Regions from separate parts of the Anas platyrhynchos genome. Here all the other regions are linked to region 2. The links are chromatin contacts, called in public Hi-C maps. All regions are on one chromosome and are shown on one strand. Each heading gives the region's core, a stretch centred on a gene start, on an enhancer-like site or on the middle of the called end of the contact. The rest is flanking DNA. Distances are from core to core; before and after follow the strand shown. Region 1 overlaps EXOC6B (exocyst complex component 6B). Region 2 holds the start of SMYD5 (SMYD family member 5). Region 3 holds the start of SPR (sepiapterin reductase).

The links. A called contact is a pair of places that touch in the nucleus more often than the background predicts.
Region 1: a contact with region 2 is called in a Hi-C map of subcutaneous adipose tissue, with 4 times the contacts expected there. The contact joins the enhancer-like site here to the promoter of SMYD5 in region 2. A contact is called at or near these places in 2 of 8 Hi-C or Micro-C datasets (skeletal muscle and subcutaneous adipose tissue).
Region 3: a Hi-C map of subcutaneous adipose tissue shows a contact between it and region 2, with 3 times the contacts expected there. The contact joins the promoter of SPR here to the promoter of SMYD5 in region 2. A contact is called at or near these places in 3 of 8 Hi-C or Micro-C datasets (skeletal muscle, small yellow follicle and subcutaneous adipose tissue).

What each region holds. Positions count from the first base shown.
Region 1 is chr4:78,167,753-78,172,715 of IASCAAS_PekinDuck_T2T, reverse strand. The region is part of intron 1 of EXOC6B (exocyst complex component 6B); the gene reads right to left. Among named protein-coding and RNA genes, the nearest start is that of EXOC6B, 22 kb to the right of the region's middle. Within about 2 kb of position 2,610, at least 5 of the 8 cell types and tissues checked have an H3K27ac peak or open chromatin away from gene starts, as enhancers often do.
Region 2 is chr4:77,975,618-77,979,961 of IASCAAS_PekinDuck_T2T, reverse strand. It overlaps SMYD5 (SMYD family member 5), which reads left to right and starts at 1,759. Exons shown (of 13, transcript XM_005023977.5): 1 at 1,759-1,917; 2 at 2,190-2,298; 3 at 2,927-3,066; 4 at 3,299-3,420; 5 at 4,053-4,122. The coding sequence starts at 1,828.
Region 3 is chr4:78,138,253-78,143,249 of IASCAAS_PekinDuck_T2T, reverse strand. It overlaps SPR (sepiapterin reductase), which reads left to right and starts at 3,464. Exons shown (of 3, transcript XM_027455863.3): 1 at 3,464-3,946; 2 at 4,663-4,953. The coding sequence starts at 3,502.

The DNA.
Region 1 (4,963 bases), core at 1,361-3,860, 190 kb before region 2:
CAGTGACCTGGTGGCATACATCAATCTTGCTTGATCACTGCAAATAAATGATTATTTTTTCCTCTTAGCAAGGGAGAGACGAGGAGCTAAACCAGCCCCAGGAGCAGTCCCACATAGCTGCCAGAGCAGGGAGCTCTCAGCCACGCACCGAAATAAGCCGTCCTTACTGCCTCGGAGAGAAACATTTGGTCTGCATTTGTTTTACAAAATCACAGCGAGAAGCAAAGTCTGTGCTTGTTTGGGCTTCAATTGAGCTAAGCACACACTGAAATAGACTTCCATTCACAAAGAGGGAAGTGTGACACTGCCTGTCCTGAGACAGGGCCCCCAGGTCCAAAATATGGTGATGGAAAGGGGTCCTCAGGGGCCAGGCACCATTTGCTGCCCCACACAGCAGAAATTAGAAGGTCTCGACCCAGCTTTCCTGCTGCCCTTTACGCCCTACAAGGCCACGTTCGTGGATTTTATCCAGCTTGATTGATTTCTTTGAGTTGCTTTTCTCTATTTAAGGAAGTTAATTATCCCAGTTTTAATGCTAATTAAACCTGGTTTGGGTTTTCGTTGGTTTTTTTTGTTTTTGTTTTTTTTTGGCCATTTGAAAGCCGTGCCATTCAATTTGGGAGGGCACTGTTAGGGGATGTGGGCAGGCGGTGGCTCTGCTAGCACAGGGACCAGCACCGAAGCACGGGAGGGGAGATAAGGATGAGCCTGAGCAGATCCCAGGCTGCCCCAACTCTCTCGGGGTGCTGCACACAACCACAAGCACCCCCAAAAGAAACTGTGGGGTCTTCACCATGATATACTTGACTGGTTCTCGGAATTGGAGGTTTTATCCTGAAAGCAAACTTACAGTTCTTGCTAGCTGGTTTGTGCTTTTACAAACTCGAGTAAAGGGCTGAAAGAAAGCAAGGGGATTGCATAAATAAATTTCAGAACGTTTCTGGTTGATGAAGAGGCACTGCCCAGCTTTGTCACACCACCAGAGGCTTCCTGGTGGTCCTGCAGGAACCTGGCGGCACCCAAAGCAGGATCACCGAGGGGCTGGCAGCTCTGAGCGAGGGAGAAGGGGAAGCAAACACAGTGCAGAAGGGATGCAATCCCACCAGGGAGGCAAGGTGAACCAGTGGCAGTCCCAAAACAGCAGCAGGAAAATGAAAAAAAAGCATCTCTGGCTTTCTTTCTACAGGTAAAGGTGAAAAGGGCTGCGATTTAGGTCTTTGAGCTCCTCTCTGATATCCAAAAGATAAGCAGAGCTGTAGCCAAGCAAAGCTCAGTGCTACCCAAAGCACACCCTGCAGATCTGATCTAGGGAAGGCAGCAGGCGTAACCGGCAAGAAAGTCTCCTTTCCCTTTTCTTCCATCGTGCAGGTAAAGGTGGATTCTGTGATTCTGTAAAGCCATCCGACAAGACAACGCCTTTACTCAGCCCTGTGGAAAACCATGCCCTTCAGGAACAGAAACGATGCTCTTCAAGGGCCTTAAAAAAAAGAACAAAAATCCTTTTTTCATCTCTGTAAGCGAAGCCTACAGCATGCTGATCAGGATTAACACCTGGATCAAAGTACAAGCTGCTGAAGAAAGCCAAAGCTAAGGTTTGGGATGTCAATTCCTACATAAAAGCTCCGTATTGGGATTAAGCATCTATTTTGGAAGCCAGTGAATTGAGTATTTATCAACAGCTGATAACGCTGACCTCTGCTGCCGGCAGGCACCGGCTGCTTTCACTCCCCACGCTGCACCCCACCAGCTGCAGGGGGAGGCAAGGGACAGGGGCAGCAAATTAAAGGCTGTTACCCTCTGGCAGGGAAAAAGATTGAGCAGGTAAAGTACATCAGTGCCATTGGGAATTTATTTCTACTTACAGAAAGGCCAGGAGAGAGGGAAAAGCTGCCCCAGCAGGACCCCAGGAGGTAAAAACAACTCTAACCCCACAGCTGTCTCTGCGCAGAGTCCTGGGATCTGCTGCTTGAGCATTTCCCCTGTGCTGTGAGAAATGAAGAGAGGTACCTGCAGCTCAGCACCCCCCAGAGCCTCAGCAGCAGCACTTGGTGGAAGAGCAGAGACGTTTCCTGCAGCTCAGGAGCTGTTTGGGACACATCACTGCAAGCGTTACGGGAATTTATCCGAGCAACACATGAGCATTTTTCACAACAGCTTTACAACGCAACACATTTTGCACTCTCCATACTTCTAATTCCCACTTCTAACTTCCAATCGCCACGAGCAACTTTCTCTTTCCCTAAGAAGGGCACAGAGGTTTCAATCCCCTCGCTCCAGCTGGGGAACATTTACCCTCAGGGGGTGGCAGCCACCTAAACGAGGGGCTGAGTTTTGGGGCTGTGATGGGCGAGCACATCGTGCAGCTCAGGGCTGCATAAACCCAACAGCCACGTTCTGGGCATGGATATATTTTATTTTTTTAAATTATGATGCTTTACAAGGTTAGAGGTCCCCAGCCACCCAGCCTACCTCTCCTTTTGGAGGTCTGCAGCACCCAGAGGGTAGTGGCAAGAGCAAGGCAGCGTGCCTGCAGCACTGCCTCTGCAGCACGAGCTGTGCTTATCAGAACCCCGAGCAGATCTGGCCGTGGCTCAAGGACACGCAGCCCCTCATTATCAGTCTCCTCGAGAGGTCAAACGCTCTCAGACTGTCACAGCATCCGCAGCAGGGGGGGATGCAGCACAGCACACAGCTCAGCACGCACGCCTGGGCTGAAGGGCTGTAAAGACAGAGCAGCAGCAGGACGTTTTTTCTACAAACTAAAGACAGCAAAGGCGTTCTGTCCTTCAAATATTTCTACTGCACAAAGCCAAGAAGTGCTCTGAAAGACAGAAGCCAGTTGTCCAAAAATCCCATTTGGTGACTGACAGCATTTAACTAATCCTGAGCCACGCAGGAAAAAGCATGGGCTGTGAGAGGACCGTGCCTCTCAGCTCACACCCTGCACTTCCCATCCTGGCCCAGCTCAAAAACCAGCAGCCTGCCCAACCCAGCAGCCCACAACGCTGGGACTGGACAGACTGATGGTGCTGCTCATCCCCTGTAAATGGAGCAGCTCTGGCACAGGAAGATCCTGAACCTCGTACCTGTTCCCCTGAAGGAGCTGCTGCTGTGCCTCTCTGGGAGGCTGGGCAGGCTTCTGGAGCAGTGTTTTTCTCCTACCTGGCTTTGCATTGTGCATAAATGGTACCTCTGGGGCTTCAGCCTTGCTCGTCTGCTTCCAGGTGATTCTTTTTCCCCTTTTGAAGTTCTCGTTTTACCCCTATCAAGACAGCTCAGCCACTTCCACAGCTCAGGCTTAAGAAAAAAAGGATTTGTCACAGTATTAACTCCTTGCTGATGCTCTCCTGGAAAAATACCGTCCTCAGGATTCGGTGTACAAATACAGATTCAAATGAGAAAACTGGGACTGAAAAACATCAAGGGTTTGGTCCACAAAGCAGCAAACATGAAGTGGAGACAAGCCTCCATCCCCCAGCAGGGTGATACGTGAGGCAGGTCCTGGCACCAAGCAGAAAGCACTCAAATGGACTCTGCTTCCAGCTCTGCTTCTGTCTGTAAAGGTAATTTAATATTTAATAGAGTGGAAAGAGAAAGGTACAGAACAGGGGATGTCTTTTATGGGCTGAAATGCGATGGACTCACTCAAGGCAGCTGCTGCCAAAGGAAGGCCAGGTTCAGTCTGTGTTCCTCAGCACATCCACTCACTGGGCTTGCACCAACATACCTGAGCAGCTCCTCAAAGCTTCATAAAATAATTTAATTAAGTGTTTAGAGCATGTTTAGGAGCAAATGACATAAGCATATAAGTGGCTGAGATTAATAAGAAGGCCAGGAATCAGATGGCAATAGAAGGAAACCCATTACACCCTCCACAGCCTCTCTGTGGATGAGAAATTATCCCTGCCATCCCCAGACCTTCTCCTTCCCATACAAAGACACGTCCCCTGTGATCTCCCTGCACCCTCAAGCAGGAGGGATGTTTCCTGCTTGCAGCCTCTGCTATCCCTCATCACCTCCACCAGGCACCACTACTGCATTTTGCCACTTGATGGCACCAAAGGAAACCCTAAATTTTCACATTGCCAGGTCCAATTCGGAGGAGATGGTCAAGATCAGGTCTAAACCCTAAAGGAAAAGCGGACGGCCAATATATGGCACACTAACACATGGAAATAACCATTTCCTAGCTTTTTTTTACTCCTGCACCCAAGCAGTGAAGCAGAAGCGATCACGCTGCTTGGATTTACAGACACAGCCCTTTTTTGTGGTCTTAGAAATCCTCCTCAAGTCCCCAGGAGCTGCAGCGAGGAGGCACCAGCACCAGGACAGGAGCAAGGAACCAGCTCAAGGACCAGGCTCAGCACCAGAGGCTCAGCAAAACTGAGCCAAGGCCACGGCACCAGGTCACCTCAAGCGTCCTCATCCCCAAAACACTGGCTGCAGGCAGCTGGGATCATCCTCCGGACACCTCCTGCCCCAGAGCATCTCCTGATTTTGCAGTTACCGACCCGAAGTGGCTACAGAAAGGGGAAATTGAAAAAAAAATAGATATAGAAAAGTGATCTGAATTTGTTCTAACAACATACCGGGTTTCAGAAAACATCTGGGATGTGTTTCTGCTTGCGCCGTGTACCCAAAAACCAAGTATTTGCAAGTTATTTAAGAGGATTTAGCGAGAAGTACTAGATTCAAAGCATACTCGGAGCATCCACCTCAGATTTACATCCGCTGCTATTAGCCTAGACAGCTTTCTGTGTTACGGCTTAATTAAAAATCCATGCTGAAAGTTCAAACCAAAGCCACAAAGCGGGCTTGTTCCGAGTGGCGGACGGGGACCACCGCAGACATTCATCTCCAGAGCCATCCATCAGCCGGGACGGGCAGGAAAAGAAAGCAGCTTGTGCAAGCCAAAAGAAAAACCCGCACGGACAAATTGGCTTCACCACAACGGGGCCTGCTC
Region 2 (4,344 bases), core at 510-3,009:
CTGCTGCTTCAGACGGCCCCCTGCCCCTCGGCCAGATGTGCTGATCCCGACCCAGACGGCGGCTGCTGCTCTCTGCTCTCCTCGTTACACACCACGGTGCTGGGGGAAGCAGCACCTGGAGCGCTTGGCGAGCACATCTGCAACCCCGCGCTGCTGTGTGGTGGGTGGAAGGGCTCCGAGGGGCTGGTGGTAAATAATTATTTGGGCTTTCCTGTCTGTTTTAGTAATTCTTTGGGTCCACACCAGCAGCAGCTAAGCGCTGTGGCTGTCGCCTTGCACTCCCAGGGTGCCACAAGCTCAGGGTAATTCATCGTGCCTCCTCCTGACCCCCAACACTGTATATCACTTTACTCTTTTGTTATTTATAGAAATATCTTTTTTTTTTTTCTTGTTAAGTGTTATTTATTTGCTCTGTTTCTTAATAAAAATAGCGTGTTTTAAAAAAGAAATGGGACTGGGTGGGGGATGGCAGGGTTTGGCATCACCTTGGTTTTGAGGTGGGCAGCGATGCCTTGGTGGCTTCTTGCCCCGCAGCTGCTGAAGATGGGCTATCCATCCTTTCTGTTGTGCTTGGTTTTCCGTGTTTTCCAGGAAATTGATTAAAAAATAAATAAAAAATGGAAACCTCCTGATAAGACTCCTGTTGTCAAAAAGTAACAGCAGCTTTCAAGCAGCAGGAGCCATCACAATGTGCTTTATTGAAATTTATTAAAACAAAAAACCCACATGTATTTCCATCCTCCCTCCCATTTTTATTTTTAAATTGGAAATTGATAGCCCATGCTAAGGTTGAAAGTAGACATTTTTTGTCCAGTTCCTGCAGAATTGGGACTGCATTTATAATAATAATTGCCACATTGGGATAGCATGGGCAGAAAGGTTTGGGTCATGGCTCGAGCTGATGCTCCTACACTATGACTTTCCACTGAAACCTTACAAAAAGAGGACACATAGCGCTATTATTACACTAATGGCTACTCTTTTTGCTGTTAGTGTGAAGATGCAAGTAAAATACAACTCCTGAGGTAGCATTTATTCACCTGCACCCCAGTCCTTGTTGCAGGACTGCGGGCACGGCTTAGCAGCGCTCCCAACAGGGGCTCGCAGGAAAGAAAAGCTAAAACGATTTTAAGCACTTGGAGGAGAAGCACAAGCCGACAGTGACACCTAGTGACATCAAAAAAACCCCAAAGCTCCCCAAAGAAACCATGCCCCGTTCCCAAACCCGCGATCAAGGAGTGGGGCTGAGTCAAGCGGGTTCTGTCAGCTCCGGCATGAATTAAAGTCTGATTAAATACAACTGAACTCTCTGTTTTCATTGATTTTAGGCGTTTGCAGACAGCCAAGCTGGGGAAAGCGAGGTCGCATGTTAACGCGTGTAAATTTTGTGTTTATTTTTGCAGAAGGCTGGGCCGGTTTTGAGGGCAGCGGGACGCGTCTCCTCACACCGTGAGGGGCACAGCGCCTTCTCGCCTGACAGGGGCTGTCCCTCCCCGTCAGGGTGGTTAAAATAAAACACTAATTTATAGCGGAGAGCCAGTCACGCTGCCGGCTGACGGTGGAGGCCCCGTTTGGAGGATTTTTGGAGGTGTTTTTTGGTGTTTTTCGGAGGGGACCAGGGTGGCGGCGAGGTGAGGGGAGGGCTAAGATGGCGGCTGGCCCCCGCCCTTCGGCCAAGGGGCTGAGGGGGGTGAGGGCGGTGAGGAGAAGGAAAAAAGAGGAGGAGAAGAAAAAAAGAGGAGGAGGAAAAAAAAAATGAAAGAGGAGGAGGAGGAGGAAGCGCTTCCCGCCCCCGGCGGGTCAGAGCGGGGAAGTCGCCGCCCGAAGATGGCCGCCGCGGCGGGGGACGTGTGCGGCTCCCCGGCTGGAGCCCAGCCCGGGGCCGCGGCTGAGGCTCGGTTCATCAGCAGCGCCAAGGTGAGGCCGGCCCGAGGGGCGTCCTGCCTTCCCCCTGTCCCTCAGCTCTCCTCCTTCGGTCCCTTGAGTCCCCCCGCTGCCACCACAGCCCTGGCGGATCCCCGTTGGTAAAGGGGGAGAAGCCCCGGCGCCGCCTCAGGGGGGTGGCTCCCCGCCTCGCCGTGCCCGGGTGGGCTCGGTTTTGGGGTGAAAAGCTCAAAACTTGGGGTTCGCTTTGGGGTGTGTGGCCCCTTTTCTCTGGCTCCCCTGAACCACGTTTTCTTCCCTCGCAGGGGAAAGGCTTGTTCGCCACCAGGAGCATCCGCAAAGGGGAGACCGTCTTCGTGGAGCGGCCGGTGGTGGCCTCCCAGTTCCTCTGGAACGCGCTGTACAACTACCGAGGTGAGGCGAAGGCGAAGGTTTATCGACAAATTGCTATTTTTTTTTTCCAAAGGAAGAGGTTTCGGGTTGGTTTTGGCACCAACGTGCGGCACTGCTGGTGTTTTGCCTTGCGTTGATGAGCGGGAATGGTGTGAGGGGATAAATGCCCAGCCTTCGAGCTGGAAAAAAAAGCACCACGTGCCACCAAAGGGTGAAGCCCCCGATTTTTGGGTGGTTTGGGTGACAATTCCCATTACCCCATGCCACCGAGGGGGTGAGGACCCCAAATTTTGTGTGGTTTGGGTCCCAATCCTCATTACCCCAGCACAGGGTAGAGCCCACAACCAGAGTGCTCTGGAGGTGTGAAAATGCAGGGCACTGGTTGGAAAAGCAAGGTTTTTAAACTTTTTTAGTGTACGTGGCTTAAACTGCTCTGCTGGGCTGGTGCTTTTGGGTCTAAGGAGATGATATAGTGTGACTTGGAGAAAAGAAATGCAAAAATGGGGTTTGTACACAAGCCGAGCCTTGCCCTGCGTAGACCGCGCTGCCTGCTGAGCTGATCAGCAAAATGAGGATGCTTGTGGTGTGCATCATACAGCCCTTAAACACACGTCTCACTACGCGTCTGGTTGTGTTTTCTCCCCTCCAGCCTGCGATCACTGCCTGCGGGCTTTGGAGACGGCGGAGGAGAACGCCCAGCGGCTGCTGGGGAAGAGCTCCCTGGTGCTGCCTCACCCGGAGCAGTGCAGCATCCGGAAAGACCTGCACCAGCAGTGTCCCCGCTGCCAGGTATGGGGTTATCGGGAGGGATTGTGGCCTGCCTGGCGTCACTGACTCCTTTATAGCATCTGGCCAGGCCCTCAGTAAAGCTTTTTGCCCCGAAATGGGTTCCTGCCTTTCCCCTTTCCGCATCGCTAAAGAGCTGGGGCTCAGAGACCGGTCAGGGAGGGGACACAGCGGGGCCCAGGAGCCCTTTTCCTGCTGCTGTAGCCAACGCCGGGCGCTGTGCCCCTCGCTCTAGGTGACGTACTGCAGTGCTGAATGCAGGCAGGCCGCTTTGGAGCAGTACCACCAGGTCCTCTGCCTCGGCCCATCCCGTGACGACCCCACGCACCCCCTCAACAAGCTGCAGGAGGCATGGAGGTAGGGGATCGACCTGCCTGGTGCTCCACGGGCAGAGGCGGTGGCTCTAGTGTCACAGGCTGGGTGACACTAACTTGGGAGCAGTGCTGAAGACCGTTCTCGCTTTGCATCCCTGCATGGGGTGGCTGGAGGGACCTGGTAGCTGTGGGTTTGGACACGGGCTGAGCAGTTCTTATTTTTTATCCAGCAAAGGGCTACAGAGCCCTGAGCTGCTCATCGCTTGCTCCTGCAGTTTTAGAGCATGCCTGCCACATCTCCAGCTGCTTGGAGTTCCGCCTCACAGAACTCCTGCACGTCCATAAATTGCCGTCCCTGCTTGCAAGTGACAAAATGGGCACAGAGGGGGAAGAAGTGACATCCCTGCCCCAAACCTGGTCACAAACCCCAGCTCTTGTGCAGCCTTTGGGTTTCCACGGGGCCAGGGCTATTCCCTGGGCTCTGGTTTAGCAGAGTTGTAGGGGATTATTTGTATCCCCTGGATTCCCAGGTGTGTGCAGGCTTCTCTCCCTGGGCTGGCCGCTTTGGTGATGAGCTCAGGCCTGAGCACAAAGATAGCAGCTGCCCCTGCCTCCCTCTGGATTTTTCTTTCCGTACCAGCACTGATCTCATCTTCCTTCTCTGTTCCTCTCCAGAAACATGCATTATCCGCCAGAGACTTCCAGCATCATGCTGATGGCCCGGATGGTCGCCACTGTCAAACAGGTATGGCTGTCGTTTGACTCCACGGCTGCTGGTGTGAGGTTTCTTTCTCCTGCTGTGGCTTTTACTTCCAGGGACTGATCTCTTTTTGCAGCAGCTGGCAGAGCGCTTTCCTTCTTGAAGAGATTTCAATGTCTAGTGATTCCTGGTTGTAGACAGAGCAGGCAGCAGAGGAGGCTTCAGTGTCCTGAGCCAAGCAGATTTTATTTTTTTTCCATCCTAAAT
Region 3 (4,997 bases), core at 2,215-4,714, 160 kb before region 2:
AAGACAGGGACGGGGATCTCCGGGGGCAATGCTGGGGTGAAAACCTCTCGGCAAGCTGCACTGGGGTACCTAAATTCCTGCCAAAACCCACCAGCAGAGCATGGGGTGGCTTCACCCAGCCAGGACTTGAGGGCGAGGGGGCAGACCTGTGGCTCAGAGCAGCTCTGAGCTCCTCTTTAGGAGCTCACAGAGCCAGATTCTGAGCAGGGCCTGCATGAAACACCAGGGGATCCCCCAGCTTGGGGGCTTCTGGGCTACCAGAACAAGAAGCAGAGCTCAGGAGCGAAACCACAGCCCTCCCTTCCAGCTGCCCCGGCCGTAGTCATGGAAATCTCCCCCGAAATGACGGCCGCAGCCAGGGCCACCTTGTGTGACTCGCCGCCCTGCCCTTCTTGGGTGGTAACGACGGGCAGAAATACCCAGGGCTCTTCCTGAAAGCTATTGTTCAAAGTCCTTTGCTGGAGGAATTTCGCGTTTCCTCTCCAGCACGGGGGAGCCCTGGCAGCCCTACGGCGGCGGTGGCTGCTCCAGGGGCCAGCTCCAGCGGTCCCGGGGTGGGTTTCCCTCCGGGTGGGTTTCCCTCAGGGTGGGTAAAACCCACCCAGGGCCTCTCCTGAGCCCTGTTACACCCCACAGAAGCTGCCCAGAGCACTGCGGCCACACACGGACGCGATATCCCGATGCCAACAGGAGCCGTGCTGCAGCAGTGGAGCAGCTTGGGCAGCTTCTCGGGACAAATCCTCAAACCCTATAGGCGTATCTCCAAACAATGATGTCTGGACAATTCTGATAAGACACCAGGAGCCACCTCAAACAGCTCGGCTGCGTTTCCACCCCCAGCAGCTCCCGGCTGCCCCAGCCACCTCCCCAGTCCTTCGCCCCGTTCCCCTCCCGCAGCCCCAGCTTGGAAATGCCGCTGACACCTAGCGTCGTGTCCCTCGACTGCACCCCGAGCTGCAAAGGAAGCCCAAAATCTGGTGATTTTGTGGGCCACGGGGTTCTGGAAAGCCCGCACCCACCTTTCCTCCACCCTGGATGCATCCTTGTAGCCAGCAGAGCTGCGCAACCGGAGCTGATCCTGCTCCGTGAGACCTGTCTGCATCACTCTGCTCGTCCTCCCGCACCTAAAATCCTAAAGCTGTGTGCTGCCCCTTGCCCTTTTTCAGCATTAATTTAATTTTTGGAGCTCCCGTTTCTGGAGTCCTCCCACCACGGGGAAAGTCTCTGTTTGTGAATCGTCCCTGTGGATTTACGGCTGGGTTTGGGTAGCGGGTGAGGAGAGGAACTAGCAAGCTGCAAAAAAAATACCCACAGGGATAAAAGGGCAGCCAGGAAAAGTCAGAAATAAAAATAAAAATAATGAAATAAAAATTAAAAAAATAAGAAATATTAAAAGATAGAAATAGAAATAGAAATATAGAAATAGAAATAAATAAGAATAAGAATAAGAATAAGAATAAGAATAAGAATAAGAATAAGAATAAGAATAAGAATAAGAATAAGAATAAGAATAAGAATAAGAAAAGAATAAGAATAAGAATAAGAAAAGAATAAGAAAAGAATAAGAATATAAAAATAAAAATAAAAATAAAAATGCTTTGGGGATTTAGTTTGGGATTTAATTTGATTTGGGATTTTTAGGATGTAGCCTAGATCTCCCAATACGAGGCTCCCTACCGCTGCAGCACCCCATCCATTGCCTTTCATCCCACAGGGCTCTGGCAGCAGCACATCAGGGTGCTTGGAAGGAGGAGCAAAGAGAGCCGGTGCCTCCTTGTCCCTGAGCACAAAAAAACAAACAAACAAACAAAAAAAAAACCCTGAGGCTGCAGCAGCCCTGAAATCGCTGAGTGATGCTTAGGGCTCAGTGTTCTCCAGGAGAAGCGGAATAAGCACAGTCAGCGTGATTGTGCCACATTGAAACCCAGCAGATATTTGAGGAGGATCTGCAGGACTAAAGGGCACGGCTAAACTCCCAGAGGGAGTTTCCTCCCTCTCTCTGATTTCTTGTTTTTAGTGCGGATTAATGCAGGCAGCTTCTGCTGGCTTCCCAAACCCTCACCCCCAATTCTACACAAATTCATTGGGGTCTGGAAACGGCTCAGTTGGGAGAAGTGAACCACTGGAAGAAAACTCCATTAAAATGTTGCTCGTTTCCAGCTGGCCCTGGGAATGGGGACGAGAAATGTGATGGGTGCAGGGCAGGCAGAAAGGGGGGAACTGGCACCCACCAAGGCAAGTTCTGCCATCAAGAAGCTGCTCGTGACAAAGCCACGCGTTCACTGTCTTCCTTCTTGCTGACGATCTTAATTTTGCCGAACGTGAAAGATTTGCTTTAGCACAACAAATATCGCTCTTGGGCTTTCGCCACGCCATGAATTTTTAATGCTTTATTAGAACGCGCGGGGGTTTCGGCAGCAGCTGTGACTGCTTAATGGAGAGAAACTCGGCTTCGTTACCTGCTCAGGCACCGCGGGGGCCGTCTGTGCTCAGGGTGTGAGAGCTGTGAGACTGGAACCAGCCAGCAGCTAGCTCCTCACCCACCGGGCCCCACTTGGAAAGCTGGCTGCATCCTCATACACCAAAATATTCATTTACAAAGGGCTTTAGGAATTTCTGGGATCAGACAACAGTGTTGTCACCTAATCCCAGGATCTCAGCGTGGTTGAGGTGGGCAGGACCCCCAGCAAGGTGCCCAGCCCCACATCCCGGTGGCTGCTGCAGCTCCCCCAGGAGGAGCCCCCCAAGCTCTGGGCAGTCTGTGCCAGGGCTCCGGCACCCCTGGGCCCAGCAGTAAAAAAATATATTGGGGGAAAAAAATAAGTTGGGAAAAAAAAAAAATAAGATACTGGGCAAAATATATATATATAGGGAAAAAAAAAAAAAAGATAATGAGGAAAAATAAAATTATGTAGGGGAAAAAATAAACTGATATTGGGTGAAAAAAATATATTGGGGAAATAGTTATATCGGGGAAAAGAATTATAATGGGGGAAAAATAAATATATTAGGAAAAAACTGATATTGGGGGAAAAAATACATATTGGGGAAATAATTATATCGGGGAAAGGAATTATAATGGGGGAAAAACAAATATTTCAGGAAAAAACTGATATTGGGTGAAAAAATATATATAGGGGAAAAAATTAAATGAAATAAAATGAAATAAAATAAAATAAAAAAATAAAATAAAATAAAATAAAATAAAATAAAATAAAATAAAATAATAAAAATAAAATAATAAAAATAAAAATAAAAATAAAGTAAATAAAAATAAAATAAATAAACTGCTACGGGGCCAAAAACCCCGATTTGGGGCCACAAGGCGCAGGGGAAGCCCCGCGGGGCGGGGGCGCGGCGGGAGTAGGGCCGAGCCCTGGCCACGCCCACCTAGGGGGCGTGGCGAGGGGCGGGGGCAGCCAATGGGAGCTGGGGCTGGCGGAGCGCCCATTGAGGGGCGGTGGGGGCATGAATGGGGCGCGTGACGTCACGGGGGCATGAATGGGGCGCGTGACGGCGCGGGGGCGCGAAGCCACGCCCCCTCCGTGGCGCGCCACGATGGAGCCGGGGCCGGGAATGGGGCCGGGAATAGGGCCGGGAATGGGATCGGGAATAGGGCCGGGAATAGGGCCGGGAGCGGAGCCGCAGCGCTGGCCCGCGACCTCCTGCGTGCTGACGGGGGCTTCGCGGGGCTTCGGGCGCAGCCTGGCCCGGCTGCTGGCCCCGCGGTTGGGCCGGGGCTCGCTGCTGGTGCTGCTGGCCCGCTCCGAGGAGCCGCTGGCCCAGCTGGCGACCGAGCTGCGGGGCTCCGCCGCCGCCGGGCTGCGGGTGGAGTGCGTGGCCGCCGAGCTGAGCACCCAGCAGGGGCTGCGGAAGGCGGTGGAGGCGCTGCGGGAGCTGCTGCCCTCGGCGCCGCCCGGCCCTTTGCTCGTCGTTAACAACGCCGGTAACAACCGGGAGCGGGGCTCCTAATGGTGGGGGTGGGCGCGGGGGGATTGCCGGGGGCTTGTTGTGAACGGGGCCGGGGAGCTGGGGCAGCAGCGCCGGGACTGCTCCTTGCCGGGATGTGGTGCAGGAGCTCCGTGCTTTGCTGCTGCTGAGGCTCCTGCAGCCCCCCCGGCTTCATCCTGCAGCCCCCCACCTCCTCCTGCAGCCCCCTGCTTTCCTCCGGCCCTGCTCCTCAAGCTCTGTCCTCCAGAAAACCTTCAGACCCTGCTTTGGCTTTAGGGCCAAAGTCTGCTGGCTTTAGGGCCACTTTTCCCCCATTATTTCTGGGATAAGGCCAACCATTCCAGCAGGTAACAGCGCTGCAGGAGCAGGACCTCAGATCTTCCCCCAACTTGGTCCAGAAAGATCAAAATGCAGAGTGTGTGGTGCCCTGTGGGGTGTTGCGCTTGAGGCCAAAGGTTGGGAGCTGTTTGTTCAGGCAGGGCAGGTCCTTGTCCCGTGGTGCTGCCCATGGGTGACCCAAAAACGTGAGCAGAGCCGTGCCGAGCTCCTCGCTCTCCCAGGAGATCCCGATCTAAGCAGGAGAGCTTGGACCAGCAAAGCTGCCCAATGTTTGTCCCCATTGGGGTGTTGCTTGTGGAAATGGGGGTGCAAATATGGACGGTGTTGGGGCCATATTTAACTACTCCAGGCTCATTTGTCCTTCGTTCCCAGGCTCCCTGGGAGACATCTCCAAATCCTTCCTCGACCTCACCGACCCGGCTGAAATCAACACCTACTTCGCCTTCAACGTCACCTCGGCGCTTTGCCTCACCACGGCCGCCCTGCAGGCCTTCGGGAAGCGCCCCGGCTCGAGCAGGACGGTGGTGAACATCTCCTCCCTCTGCGCCCTAAAGCCCTTCAAGAACTGGGCGCTGTACTGCAGCGGGAAGGCTGCCCGGGACATGATGTTCCAGGTGCTGGCGCTGGAGGAGCCCGACGTGCGCGTGCTCAACTACGCCCCGGGTGAGCAGGGGGCTCGTTAATTGCTGCTGGTTTTAATAGAAGGA